2 separate regions of the Lactuca sativa genome follow, and region 1 is linked to region 2. Evidence: chromatin contacts called from public Hi-C data. All regions are on one chromosome and are shown on one strand. The core of a region is the stretch at or near the end of the contact, and the rest is flanking DNA. Distances in the headings are between cores, read along the strand shown.

What was found. A called contact is a pair of places that touch in the nucleus more often than the background predicts.
Region 1: a Hi-C map of leaf shows a contact between it and region 2, with 4 times the contacts expected there. The contact joins the promoter of LOC111885173 here to the promoter of LOC111885179 in region 2. A contact is called at or near these places in 2 of 4 Hi-C or Micro-C datasets (both in leaf).

The regions. Positions count from the first base shown.
Region 1 is chr9:93,434,204-93,441,397 of Lsat_Salinas_v11, reverse strand. It overlaps LOC111885173 (actin-related protein 5), which reads right to left and starts at 4,687. Exons shown (of 12, transcript XM_023881457.2): 1 at 4,450-4,687; 2 at 4,253-4,323; 3 at 3,521-3,645; 4 at 3,350-3,394; 5 at 3,109-3,211; 6 at 2,919-3,028; 7 at 2,657-2,766; 8 at 2,481-2,571; 9 at 1,219-1,650; 10 at 93-220. The coding sequence starts at 4,550.
Region 2 is chr9:93,090,810-93,097,813 of Lsat_Salinas_v11, reverse strand. It overlaps LOC111885179 (ribulose bisphosphate carboxylase/oxygenase activase, chloroplastic), which reads left to right and starts at 5,236. Exons shown (of 7, transcript XM_023881463.3): 1 at 5,236-5,395; 2 at 5,543-5,868; 3 at 5,956-6,061; 4 at 6,154-6,239; 5 at 6,328-6,800; 6 at 6,884-7,004. The coding sequence starts at 5,351.

The sequences.
Region 1 (7,194 bases), core at 3,438-5,937, 340 kb before region 2:
TAGCAGAAAATAGAAATTATACGTTCATTCATATGAATATGATATGTGTTTTTAGAAAGATGAAGGGCGTGAAAGAAAGGTAGATAACATACAGGCGTCTTTGTTCATCTTCCTTGTTACGTCTTTCACGTTCTAATTCTTCTTCAAAACGCTTTTGTTTTGCTCTTTGTCTTCCTTCTGATGTGGTTTTAAGAAATAGTTGTCTTTTCTTTTCCTTGATCTATTAATTAAACCATAAATATTATATTCCAAGGTTAGCTAAATTCCATACAAGGTTACAAAGAATACCAGATTAAATGACTAAGGGTGGAGTTTGGTTATGTTAATGTTTTTATGTTGGAATCTGTCATGTGTTTGGTTTGTAGAAATAGGAATGGGATTCAATAACAAAAATTGAACATTTTTTTTATATTTTCATTTATATTTATTTTTTTTATATCTATTCATTTTAATATAGGTTTAATCTAAAAAAAAAAAAACTTATATTTTGTGTTTTTTCCAGATTAAACCTCAACAAAAAAATTGCCTAAAAAAACCTTGTATTTTTTCATTTTTCCAGAAAAAAGCCCTCAACTTTGTAATTTTTTCCAAAAAAAAAACTTCAACCTTCTAAATGCTTCCAAATAAACCCTCAACTTTTTTAGTTTTTCTTGAAAAAACTCACATTTTACAATTTTTTTTTGGCAAAAAATGACTAAAAGGGCCAAATCGGGAAACTTTAAAAAATACAAGATTTTTTTCAGTTAAAAAAAATTGAGATTTAATCCGGAAAAAACACAAAATATACGGTTTTTGTTTAAATTAAGCCTTTAATATATATAGTATATAACAAGGGTATTTTCGTCTTTTAGTAAAAGAACATGAATGGAATTCAATTTATTCCATCCATCGATATGGAATGTGTTGTTCTTTTGGCAACCAAACACATGATGAAATTGAATTTCAAATATGGATAAATGCAAGAGATAGCAACGTAATTTCATTTTTTTTTATTTAGCATAGAATCCAACTTTCATTTCTTCATATTTCAGCATTATGCTTACAAAATCTTGTTATCTAGGCATTGTATTTTGAGAAATCTACCCAAATATAGCCTTTTATTAAGTTTGATTGTTTGTAATACAAATACATGAAAGTATGATGCTAGATTAAACAAATGAATAAAAGTACGTTGCTATTTCTTGCATTTAAAAGTGACAAGTGCAATATACACAATACCTGTTCTGGGGTTAACATATTGTCAGGAATATCAATGAGGGTATACTTTTCTGTTGCAGAAGGATCTTGTTTCTCTTCAATTTCATCTTGCTCTCCTTTAGCTTTCCTTAATGATTGTGTTACTTTAACAATAGCAGATTCAATTTCTTGCTTAGAAATGTAACCAGTCTCAGCCAAGAAAGATGGAATATCATTTCCATTTACATGTCTAAGTTGTTGTATAAGAAACTCCAACCCCTTTAATTCATTTTCTAATTCATTAATTTTTGAAGATCTTTTTGCCTCAGCCATTTCCCGTAACCTTTGGCCATGTTTTTCCCTTAAGGCTGCTTTCCTAGCAATCTCCTCTTCTGAAGGTGGCTCTTCCACTGGTGTTGGTGTCCATGGAAGTTGCCAACACCTGGTCTTCTCTTCAGCTTCTTTTCCCCCTTTCTGTAATATTAAAATTCAAAAGGTTAAAATCTTTAGCCTTCGTTTGTTGCACAGGACATAACAAGATTCACTGATATGACATGACATGACACGACATAACAAATGGCATCATGACACCACAGAACAGGTTGGACTGACATGACATGACACAACAGAAAGGTGGGTTGTACTGACATGACATGACACAATAGAACAGGTAGGTTGTACTGACATGACATGACACAACAAAACAGATAGGGTGTAATAACATGACATGACATGACACAAAAGGTTGTACTGAAAAGACAGGACAGAACATGTTGTACTAACAAGATTCACTGATACGACATAGCAGGACAGAACAGATGGCATCATGACAAAGCAGAGCAAGTTGTACTGATATGATATGACATAGCAGAACAGGTTGTACTGACATGACATGACAAAAGGTTGTACTGACATGACATGACATGACAGAACAAGTTGTACAGACACAACAGAACAAGTTGCAGTGACATGACATAACACAACAAAACATGTACTAACATGACATGACACAACAAAATAGCATATCATGTTGTACTGACAGTACACATGACATGACAGAACAGGTTGTACTTATGAGACAATAAGATAAAGGAGATGTCATGATTGTACTACAGACCGGCAGTGGGATTGATGTGGATGAGACAAAAATTAATTTTTTTTTACAGACTTCAATCTCTCGTTTGTGCAAAGGACGATAATGTCCACACCATTCTAATAATTTGAAAATAACCCTAGAAAGCTTGTTAAGTCTAGAAGAGTAGAGGGAAAATTTATTAAATATAGAGTTGATGATATCATAAAACCTGAAACAATCTAACTTCCGAAGCATAATCGAGGGTGATATAACAATGTTCCATTTTCAAATCTTCTACTTTTTCCCATGTAAGCCTTGCCCTGTTTTATACATTCCAAGATGTCAAAAGATACTCATGGAAGTCTCAAACATGATTACAAGGAAACATAAAAATTCTATTCTCACATGTGATGTGGATATTTAAGTGATAGAAGTTGCTTTAGGTAATCAGTGACATGATAACCACCAACATTTGTACGACAACATGCTTCATAAACAGGCTCTCCATTGATAAACTGAATTCAAATGAGACAATGGAGTAAATAGAAACTTTGTCAAATTGTCTACATAACCAAAAATTACATAAGCACACACACACACACACACACACATATATATATATATATATATATATATATATATATAAGTATTATATACACACACATACAGGGATCACATGGCTTGTGGAAAACCCTGAGCAAATTGCGAGACCATCTCTATCACAAATTCCAAGTTTTTGATTGTACTTATAGCTGAAAGCAGCATCCACACCAAAAGCTGAGAAATAAAGATGGTTAAAATAAGAAAAATAAACAAATAATGAATAAATTACAAGTTAAAATTCATATGTTTCATACCTATAGAAGGAACCCCGTATGTTTCAAATAAAAGTTCAGCCATTTTACTACGTGATTGTACTGGATTGCATGCACATTCTGTAATGAGGATAGGATGATTAATCTGTTCTGACATCAATGACAAAGAAAATAACAAATTGTTAGCAAATATAATACAACTAGAAATATGCATGTCATGGTTATATACTTATATATGATCTAATGACAACTTGAAAAGAACAAAATAAGTATGCAGATGTACCGGAGATTCATCTGCCCCTAATCTATCAAATGCAAAGTCAAGAATCTACAAGGAAAAAGCAACCAAGGTTATTTACCAGAGATAAAGAAAACTAAACAAAATCATACAAATCTGCAATTTTAAGATTGTTTTCATGGTTAACTCAAGCATCACTAAAGATGAAAAGCTTACATATTCCATTATCTCAAACTGGAAGACAACATCATTATCGAATGCTGAACGTGGTCCAGAACGGGTGCAATCAAAGTACTTTAGCAAAGCAGGATCATGGTCACCAACAATTGTCACTGTTTCCCCTGCATAAGTGCATAAGAAAAAAGAAAAAAATGGTTACTAACATATGGAGTTTTTCCACATTGCCATATAGTTCTTGAATCAATTCTCTAAAAATCTTAACAAGAATTGCTATCGGTTATGTGCAGTGTTGTTAAAACCCTAAAGATAATGAGATCCTCAATGTAGCTCATGAGACATCTTCCATCCATCATCCCTCGTTTATCTTTAGACAACATCACAAAAATACTAGACATAGCTGAAAAGCACATGCCTTGTATCTTTCAGGTATCAATCATTTAAAGAAGCTATGTGTTTAGACTTATGACAAACTTTCTGCTTATGAAATCTTAATTGGATATACATTATGTTATTAATTTACCAATATCTCTTTTCAATATGTCACTACATAGTAAAGAAAAAATAATAATAATAAACATGTAATATTTCACACAAAAATCAAATAACTTCAGCGGGGAAAGAAAAGAATTTGAATTTTCAAAATCAAAGCATGGCATTTCCTGAGAATGACGAAATGGAATGAGTATAAGAAGGTCAGGAAGAGAACAAGCGTTTCATCGCAATTAATCAAACAATCAACACAAAGTTGTAAAATAGGAGTTAGTATACCGGTTATCTTGTGGCGAGGTCTCTGAACAATGTTGCGAAAGATGATCCGAGGTTCACTCTCTCCTGCCCATCTACAACCAGCACACACGAACATAATAGCAATATCAACACACTCACGAACGCATGTATAGTACAAATGATGTGTCGAGTAGCTTTAAGAACAATATCAAACTTTTATCAGAAAATTTTAATTTTACCCAATTCTGAAGTAAGATGCGCCATTGTCGATGACGATTGGGCAGCTTGCAGGTATGAGATTGTAATCTGATTGCCTCTGCGTTTGCGATATGAACGGCATTTGCCCTATCTGAGGCCAATTTTTATCACAAAAAAACTTGACGACGATCCAGAGGGAGAAAGCGTGCCCTAGCTTCTTCCACTTGAACTTTCAAGCGCCCAAAGTCCAAACTCAACATCACCTGTTCATCTTTCACAGAAGAAGCTAACAGTGGACCGGGCGGTTTGCTGAGTATATTCAACACTGTTTTAGACCGGGTTTTCCTAGTATTTGGGTTACCTAACATGTTTAGCCCAATAGGTCTAAATATCACGGATCACTATATTTAATATTCTTAGGCCCAAAAAGGTTTATTATTTATTGGTTTGACCACAATAACCATGTTCTTATTATTTACTTTTATAAAGTGGAAAGCATTGTGACGGATTGTTTGATTGATAATATACTATTTAGATTATTTTTATAATGTTCTCTTATATACAAGGTCAATTTTTGTAATTTTTGTGAAGCATGGGATCATGTTTGTAAATTCGATGATAGGGACTAATACAGTAATTTTGAAAAATAAAGGACCATTCCTATTATCTCGTAACTAGTGCATGAATAGTACTTATTAAATATTAATATTTGATATATATAAATACATTTAAAAATAAAATAATTTTTTTATTAAAAATATAAACGGGTTGGCAAGTCAAGCCGTTTATTTTTTGAGAAACCCATATATAACCCGTTTAATAAGCAGGTTGGCGGATTAGCGGGTTGAAAAACTCAACCCAAACTCATTTATTTTGTATCGTGTCGCGGGTCGTGTCGAAAATTGTCACCCATATATATATATATATATATATATATATATATATATATATATATATATATATATATATATATATATATATATATATATATTGGTAGTCATTAGAAAGGTATCGACGATGCAGTTAATACAAGAGTAATATTGAATATTTTTTATATTAGTTTAGTACAAATATTAATAAACCTATTTAAAATAGTATTATAAAGGGTTGTTTAGTCGTTTAAGTAGCTATGTAACGTTTGTATTCTGGTATGTATCTTTTTATGGACTCATGCATGTGTTAAGACCCTTATTAAGATCTTTTGAGCTTTAGAGCCTCATTAAGCCATGTATGCACGTAAAATTGCCAACTTTACGTGATATGTCACCTTAAGGAAGTCAGATCTGAGAGTATGGAGTAAGGGCTAAGCGGATTAAGTGTTTAATGATATGCGATGGCCAACTGGGGAGTACGCTGGACGTACAAGCTGGTACGTACTAGCCCTAAAGCGTGTACACTAAGCGTACGGGCAGAGTACGCCCTGTTGGATTAATGTCTAAGTCCATAACTATATTTTGTATGTACTTGACCCGACTCGGCATGGTCCATTTGGGTTGCACTTCACCGACACAATTTATATGAATAGTCTTTTGAGAATAATATATTTATGATTTATATTAATATATTATAAGTTCTAATATATTAATATGGAATCATATTATTTAATTAGTATTGATCAAGAACTAATTTAGAATTAATTAAGTGATCAAAATGAACTAATTAAATATGGACTCTTATATATATGAAATGGGCCAAGTTCATTTAGGTTGGGCTAAGCTATCATGGATAGTCCATGGAGTTTTAACCCATGGATCCTATGAAATGAAAGGTCATGGGTATTAGGGTTTACATGAATGTAACCCTAATCCTCCATACTATATAAAGAGGCCTTTGGCACAAGAAATGGCACTAGTGTGTGAGGACATAAGAGTGGGCCGATTTTAGTGTGCATACATATTCTCTCAAATTCTTCCAAGGTGTTTTGGTGATTTGTGATTCCACTTGAGGCTTCCACACTATTGGGGCTAAGCTCTTAAAGCTTGAAGATATCAAGCTACATCAAAATGTATGTCATCTAACTAGAACTTTATAGTATAGGTGCTTCATAATATGCTAGTTAGGATGAAACCTTGGAATATTTAATATTTGCATGCAGAATAGAGAAAACATAGATCCAAGGTTTATAGGGTTGCATGTACACCATAGGAGTGTTAGAATGCTCAAAACCCATCACGCCCCACATACTCAACAGTGGGCTTCAGAATTTTTGGATTTTGGTTATTAGGCCCATGTTGGACCTTAGGAGTCTATGGCTTTGTTGGGCCATCAGAATTCTATTTTTGGGCTGATGCCATTTTATTGGACTCTTTTGGTTAAATGACCACAAAGGGATTTGGGCCCAATTTGGATGATTGGACCATATTTGGACTTTGGGTGATCATTTTGGAATTTGGGACTTTTGGATAGCTGGCTTGGGCCTTGGCCTTGGGACAAGTTAAGTAAAGGGTAAAATGGTCTTTTACCCTAGTTTAGACTCTTAGTGTGAGTCGGGATTGAATTATTAACCGGATGTTGTTTTATGTTGATAGTGCGGAGGTTTTAGCGGACCAACAGCCAGAGATTTATACGTGAGATTCAACAGTCTAAGGTGAGTTTCCTCACTTTGTTTAGCGGGTCGAAGGCACCAATGTCGGTCCATGGTTTATTATGTAGGATGCTAGATGTCTGCGTAACTCTTGCATGTGTATGTATTGGTATGTATACCGAGTGAGGCTCGATGTCAGGCAAGACCCGATTACTGTATTGTATGTTGTTATCTTTGTGATTATCGCATGTGTTAGTATGAT
Region 2 (7,004 bases), core at 3,987-6,486:
CACAACATCTTTCGACCTCAACACAATGGAGACAAAACCATATGACATGGCATCTAAATCTTTAAAACCAATAACAAAAAAGAAATCATCAAAGGGATCCGCTTCCTCTTCATCCTCTGAGATCATTCTCAGAGAAACCTCCCAGTTGTTTTCTCTCGACCCCGTGGATTGCAATGAATCTATGAGAATAATGATTGAGTTCATCTCCTGTTATGCCATCGATGTTCCTCTCACCAAAATCCCTAACCCTAACTTCCCTCTCAGACTTCTTCATAAAGCCTTTGAAATAATGAAGATCGATAAAGATGCTCTTGAAGTGAAGATAACTGATGACATGATTGTACCGGTTCACAAGTGTATGTTTCTCAAGGAAATTATAATTTTAGAAAACCTCAAAGGTTTTCAAGTGTAGGAACCGAATTCTGAAGAGTTTCAGTCGTTCTTGTCCCAAATTCGTTAAAATGGCGAATTCAAGGCAAAGGAGTTCAAGGAATCAGCCCTTCCTGGCTTATGGACCATCTTGATGAACTTCATTCTTAGAGGTTTATCTGGAAAACATAGTGGTATAGGCAATATGAGAAAAGATTATCTTTACATGGTGTATAACATCTTCACTAGAAAAGCAAACGCCATTGATCTACCGGAAATATTGTGGCAAGATGTCAGGAAGTTTGTTGTAAAGAGGAAACCGAATGAGATCATAAGTCTGAGATTCTAGGCCCTGACCCTGCAACAACTCTACTCTGAGAGACTTAAAGCAATTCCACTAAATTCAAACATCTGAGAGGTATATTGTTCTTTCAACACTATCAAAACTTTTAGATTGCCTAGTCAAAGTCCCTTCAGACCTGTTAGACATCTTCCTAAACACATGTTGGCCACTGTTCCATCCGAATCACCACATCTCAAACATCATCTTGAGATCTCGGTTGCTTTTGACCCAACACAACTTTCCCCGGTCCCGGATGATACAACCTCAGATGAGAACAAAACAACCACATTTGGAGGACACATCAAACAGAAGGCATCTCTTTCAAAAGTATGAGCCAAAAGGAGAGCCAAAGTTGGTGAATACTCTCAAAAGGATTCACAAATCAGCAGTCGATCTAACTCTCAATCTCAGCCTACCTCACCCGGCCACTCTTCCAAAGTACCCTTCGGAGCTTCAAAATCTCATTCACTCATACACGAGGAGTCTGCTTAGAATCTACCCCCATATTCTCAAAAGGATGGTGCAGGTATTAAAGAAAGTCCCTTGAAGCCCCCTGAGATACACTTACGATTCAATTTGAATATTTGTTTCTCTTCGACCCAAGCACAATCGGTGACCCTTGTCACTGATTCAATGCTTTCTGAAGCAGGATCAGTCCCTCCTGTTTCAAAAGCCACAACAGGTCCGATACTTGGTTCAAGTAAAGAACGATAGGGTATTTTTGACAAGGATTGGTCAGATTTTGTTGACAGAGCTCGTATAAGGAATCCAGAGCTCACCAGAGAATAAGTTTAATACATGCTCATTTCCATGTGTCAACGAGCTTTTTAAAGTCGTGTTACCTTCACCTTTCCATCAAATTAAGGAATAGATCAAGAACTTCAACCGTTCATCAATTCCTTGAATAAGACTCCGAGTACCAAGGTTCTGACTCCTGACAACACTGGAGATGATCCTTCTCGGAATGAAGTTGCTTCAACAGGAGATGTTCTTGATTCCACAAGTGTTTCTTATGATCCTCCAACGATTACATGTGCATAAGTTCCTGATCCTTATGCCGATGATGATCCTTCCGATGAGATCATTTTTGAAGATGACAACACTTCTATTGGTGTTATTCCGGTTCTCTCTACCATCAATCTAATGTAAAAACCTTCTTCATCAAAACCATGTTTTGATTTCAGACTCCCCTAGTCCTCCGAGGAATCTGAAGAAGAAGAGAATCCTTAAGGAAACAAGCACTCGTATCCTCCTCCTAAAGCTACATTAGAAGGTGATCAAGGTGACAAAGCTAAAGATGATCTAATTGATGATTCTAAGCTCACTGAGCCAAATAATGATGAAAATGAAGATGATAAGAAATCCGAAAGTTCCCCCTCGGACACTGGATCCTCTGATGAAAATATTATGGATCCTTTTTCCTTGTTGGAACTCTGAGATAGTATTTCCGTAGCAAACTCTAAAGGTGATAATGTTAATTTGAAGCTAGAAAGCCTTGACATGAAACTCGACCAAAAAATCACAGGTCTTGATTCCAAACTCGAGTTTATCCTTAAGTCTCTTTATGATATCCAAGTTGTTTCTCCCTCGGAACTTGACAGAGTAAATCAACTGTATCAACTTTTCTTGCTTTGTCTTAGTCGTACCCTTGAAGATGCTGAAGCATGCTACATGGAGAACACAAATTATCACATATCCATTGTAACCACAATGCTTAGAGTTCATGATGACATGTTTTCTTCTACCAATACTCTGATCAAGCAAACTCATGTCTGACATGAAAAACTAATTCAGCAGTTAGAGAAAGAAATTTTTCACAAAGACGCGATGAACATGGTTCTACAGGAAGTGCTCATCAAGGTGATTCATGCTACTCAACATCACATGGATATTCCGAACTACAAGTTTGATGAAATGCTTTGCATCCTAGATGAAACATTCGATCATCTCAAACCTCAAGCTCCTACTGCCGAGGAATATGATTCGCTTTCCAAGCAAATCAAAATAAGCTTTCAAAAAGTCTTTGAACGATTAAATGATCTTAAGTCTGATCAAATTTCCCGTGCAAGAGGGGGCGAACGAGACAAAAGCAAGTGCTATGGAAACCAATCTCAAACTATATGCTCCGAGATGAAATCATTCGATGAACTGATCCTGGAAGTAGAAAATCCTGAAGATCTTGATAAAGAAGATTTGGTCGATGATGTGATTTTAGGATTACAAGCTATCAGGGAACCACCTATAAAAGTCCTTTTGGAAGTAAAAAAGCTGAAATGGTCCTTAGTTTTTTGGCCATCATCTTTACACGAAACCTTTCAACGGATCTGAAATGGCTAAGACAAAAACCAAACTGACAATAGACACCTTCCACGCCACTCAGTCAATGCCTCCTCCAATTCCTACTCCGAGGATCGCTCAAATAGATAAGGGTTCTCCCGCCCAGAAACCTGATGAAATCCCTGAAGAGCCTCTGATTCCTCCTTAATCCGAGATATTCATCATAGAATCTGGTCATCAAATCATCTCCTCCATTTCTTCCAAAGGTGACAAATCCAAAGACAAAGGAGGAAAGATTGCTACAAGTTTGGATAACTCAGTGAAGACGTTTAAAAAGTCTTAGGGCTGGTCTAAGGAACAAATTAAGCAATCATTGGAGGTGTCATGACGTGAGCCATTCATGGTCACGTCATGAGAATATAGAATACCAACAAAAATGGATATTTCTTCGTCACGTCGTGACACCTCCAGTGTCACGTTGTGACTTCATTATGAACCATCTCCTTATTGAAATAAGTCCATAAACCATTAAGTATCCAAACCCCAACTCTTTCAGAAGCTTAAGGGGACTCTAAAGGTCCATAAAAATGTTTACTTTATGGACATGCATGCTCAATGCATGTCCTCAATTCATTCTAGGTCAAAAGTAGAAATATTCCACCAAACTCTCATGCATGAGTCAAATACTTCACGAACTTCTAGATCTGGACTTTATGAAGCTTAAAGGACCCTTAGAATCCATAAAGTTGCTAACTTTATGGGTCCTCTCCACTCAAGCTTGCTCAATCATAAATAAATGGGACAAAAACCTAGATCTTGCCATATAATGCAATAAAGTCTGAGTCTTTTACACTTGCAAAGGTCCAACAAGAAAAATAGATGATGATAATGATGCTCCTTTTCAAACTACACCACTAGGACACTTCTTTTCATCATTCTCTCCTTCTTTAAGCTAACCAATGTACCAAAATGGCTAAGAATCTCTAAGAGGGTTATGATTAGGATTTCTTTAGGTTAGAGAGTGAATGAGGCTGAGGATGAGCAAATACCCAAAAATTAGGATTTTTGGGCATCAGATGGTTCTCACCACATGATCAATAATGGCTCACGTTGTGACACCCAAAGAAATGTGCATCTATGAATGAAACTTGAGTGAAACTTGTTATGCTCCTTATTAATTGTATAGGTGTAATTCTTATTTGTTTGTTATGGTTGTATTGATGCTTAATTGTAACACAAAAACTTTTAATTGTAAATGTTTTTGTGGGACCATATTTTTTGTTAAATATGGGTTAATTCCCAAAAATATTTTGTTTAAACCTTATCATTTTTAAGTTTGAAAAAGTTTTAAAAAATTTGAGGTGTTACAAATGAGGTGTTGAATTGTATAAAATATAGAAAGAATGACTCAAACGGATTAAAAAAAGTCAATCTTTTTATCTAAGTGTAACATAGTCTTTTTTGTGTCAAATAGGTCTAAAAAGCTTTAGACCAATTTGGAATAGATGATTCTACCATCCTAAAACTTATTTTTCTTGATGTAATCTTTTCTAACATTTTGCTAGTGTTTAATGAATTTTTCCGTTTGAAAAAAATGATGTGAAAAAATTCGGACAAAATTGTATGTATTTATAGATGAAAATATATTTAATGTTTTTTAGGTAAACGACCATTGTCAACGGTCATGTGACCGTTTGTCGCAATATTTCTCCTGTTTCAAGATGTTACAACGACAATAAGAGGTACCACAACATTTTTGGTGGTGGTATTTCTCAAGTTGTAACGCCGTTGTGGAGGTGTCACGTAGGCTCCTCCACGGTGTTATGGTCCCATACCATCGGTCTTAATTTCATTCTACAATTAATTTGCCTTTAGGGCCGACGTCAAGAGCCAATCCTATCCATCCATGGCAACGGGCCAAATATGATCCACTTATCGTTTAATTTTTTTTACGTTGAAAGGTGTTATTGGGTTTTAGCATCACCAATGTGTCCAACAAGACCTTCCAACTTCAATTATTTTCACAATACGCTACAAAACCAACTTGATAACAAAAAAGGGACATGTGTGGTAAAGATGAGCCCAAATAATGCGCAACTGGTTAGGATCAAGGGTTAAATGCTAACCCCAGAACCCCATCTCCCAATCTTAATGCCTTCAAACGAAAAATCATATTCTGACAGCCACGTGGCATGGCGCGCAATCTTGATTGTGTGGCCTTTAACGACTCTAAAACTAATCCTCTCCCATCTTAACTTCACCACTATAAGTCATCTTCATCTTCTCTTACTACCCTTCAGATTACTGTGCAATTCGTCTTCACTTCCACTGATTTCTGTCTGAATCAGTCACCTCCGATCAATGGCAACCGCCGTCTCCACCTTCGGAGCCGTTAACCGTGTTCCGGTACTCTTCTTTCATCCCTACCGATGCTTCTTGTTGTTCCTTAGAAATTATACAATTAACTCAAGACAACTAATAATTTGATGGATATCTCTAACTGGGTATTTGTATTTTCGTTTTGATTTACTGAATCCGCCATTGTTGTTACAGTTGAGCTTCAATGGAAGCAGTGGTAGTGCTGTAGTCCCAAACTCTTCTTTCTTGGGTAGCAACTTGAAGAAGATAGTGAACTCAAGACTGATCAACAACAACAAGTCTTTCTCCTTCAAAATATTCGCAGCTGAGAAAGAGATCGAGGAAACCCAACAGACTGACAAAGACAGATGGAAGGGACTCGCATATGACATGTCTGATGATCAACAAGACATCACCAGAGGGAAGGGTATGGTCGACTCTCTCTTCCAAGCTCCACAAGACGCCGGAACCCATTTTGCTGTCATGAGTTCTTATGAATACGTCAGTACTGGTCTTCGCTCGTATGTACCTTTCTATACATCCATCTAAATACCCTCTCAATCGAATGAATTGTGATTATCATGTGTAATGTTTGATTCGATGTTTAGATACAATTTGGACAACAACATGGATGGGTTCTACATTGCGCCTGCTTTCATGGACAAACTGGTTGTTCACATCACCAAGAACTTCATGACTTTACCCAACATCAAGGTTTGGATTATATTTCTTTGTCTATGCAGTTTCTATAATTCTATTAGTTCAAATTCAGAAAGAATCGGTAATTTTTTATTTTGATTATGTAGGTTCCTCTCATTTTGGGTGTGTGGGGAGGAAAAGGTCAGGGTAAATCTTTCCAATGTGAACTTGTGTTTGCCAAGATGGGAATCACGTAAGTCTTGATTATCAAAAACCCAGCAAGATTTTTTTTTTTTTTTTTTTTTTTTTTGAATTTTGATTCGATGTATGTAATATTCCAGCCCAATCATGATGAGTGCCGGAGAGTTGGAAAGTGGGAACGCCGGAGAACCGGCGAAGTTGATCCGGCAAAGGTACCGTGAAGCTGCAGACATTATCAAGAAGGGTAAAATGTGCTGCCTCTTCATCAACGATCTTGACGCCGGAGCCGGAAGAATGGGTGGAACCACCCAGTACACCGTCAACAACCAAATGGTGAACGCCACCCTCATGAACATCGCCGATAACCCCACCAACGTTCAACTCCCCGGAATGTACAACAAGGAAGAAAACCCCCGAGTTCCGATCATCGTCACCGGTAACGACTTCTCCACCCTTTACGCTCCCCTCATCCGTGACGGACGTATGGAGAAATTCTACTGGGCTCCGACGAGAGAAGACAGAATCGGTGTCTGCATCGGAATCTTCAAAACCGATGGTCTCTCTCCTGAAGGTGTTACGAAGCTTGTCGACACTTTTCCAGGACAATCCATAGGTATTCTTTCTTCTGTAAATTAACCTCGGAAAATGTCAAAACATATGTATATATGTATAACTTACGAATGATTTCTTGTTCAGATTTCTTCGGAGCATTGAGGGCAAGAGTGTACGATGATGCAGTGAGGGAGTGGATCGGAGGTATCGGAGTGGAAGGCATAGGGAAGAGGCTTGTGAACTCAAGGGAAGGGCCTCCGACATT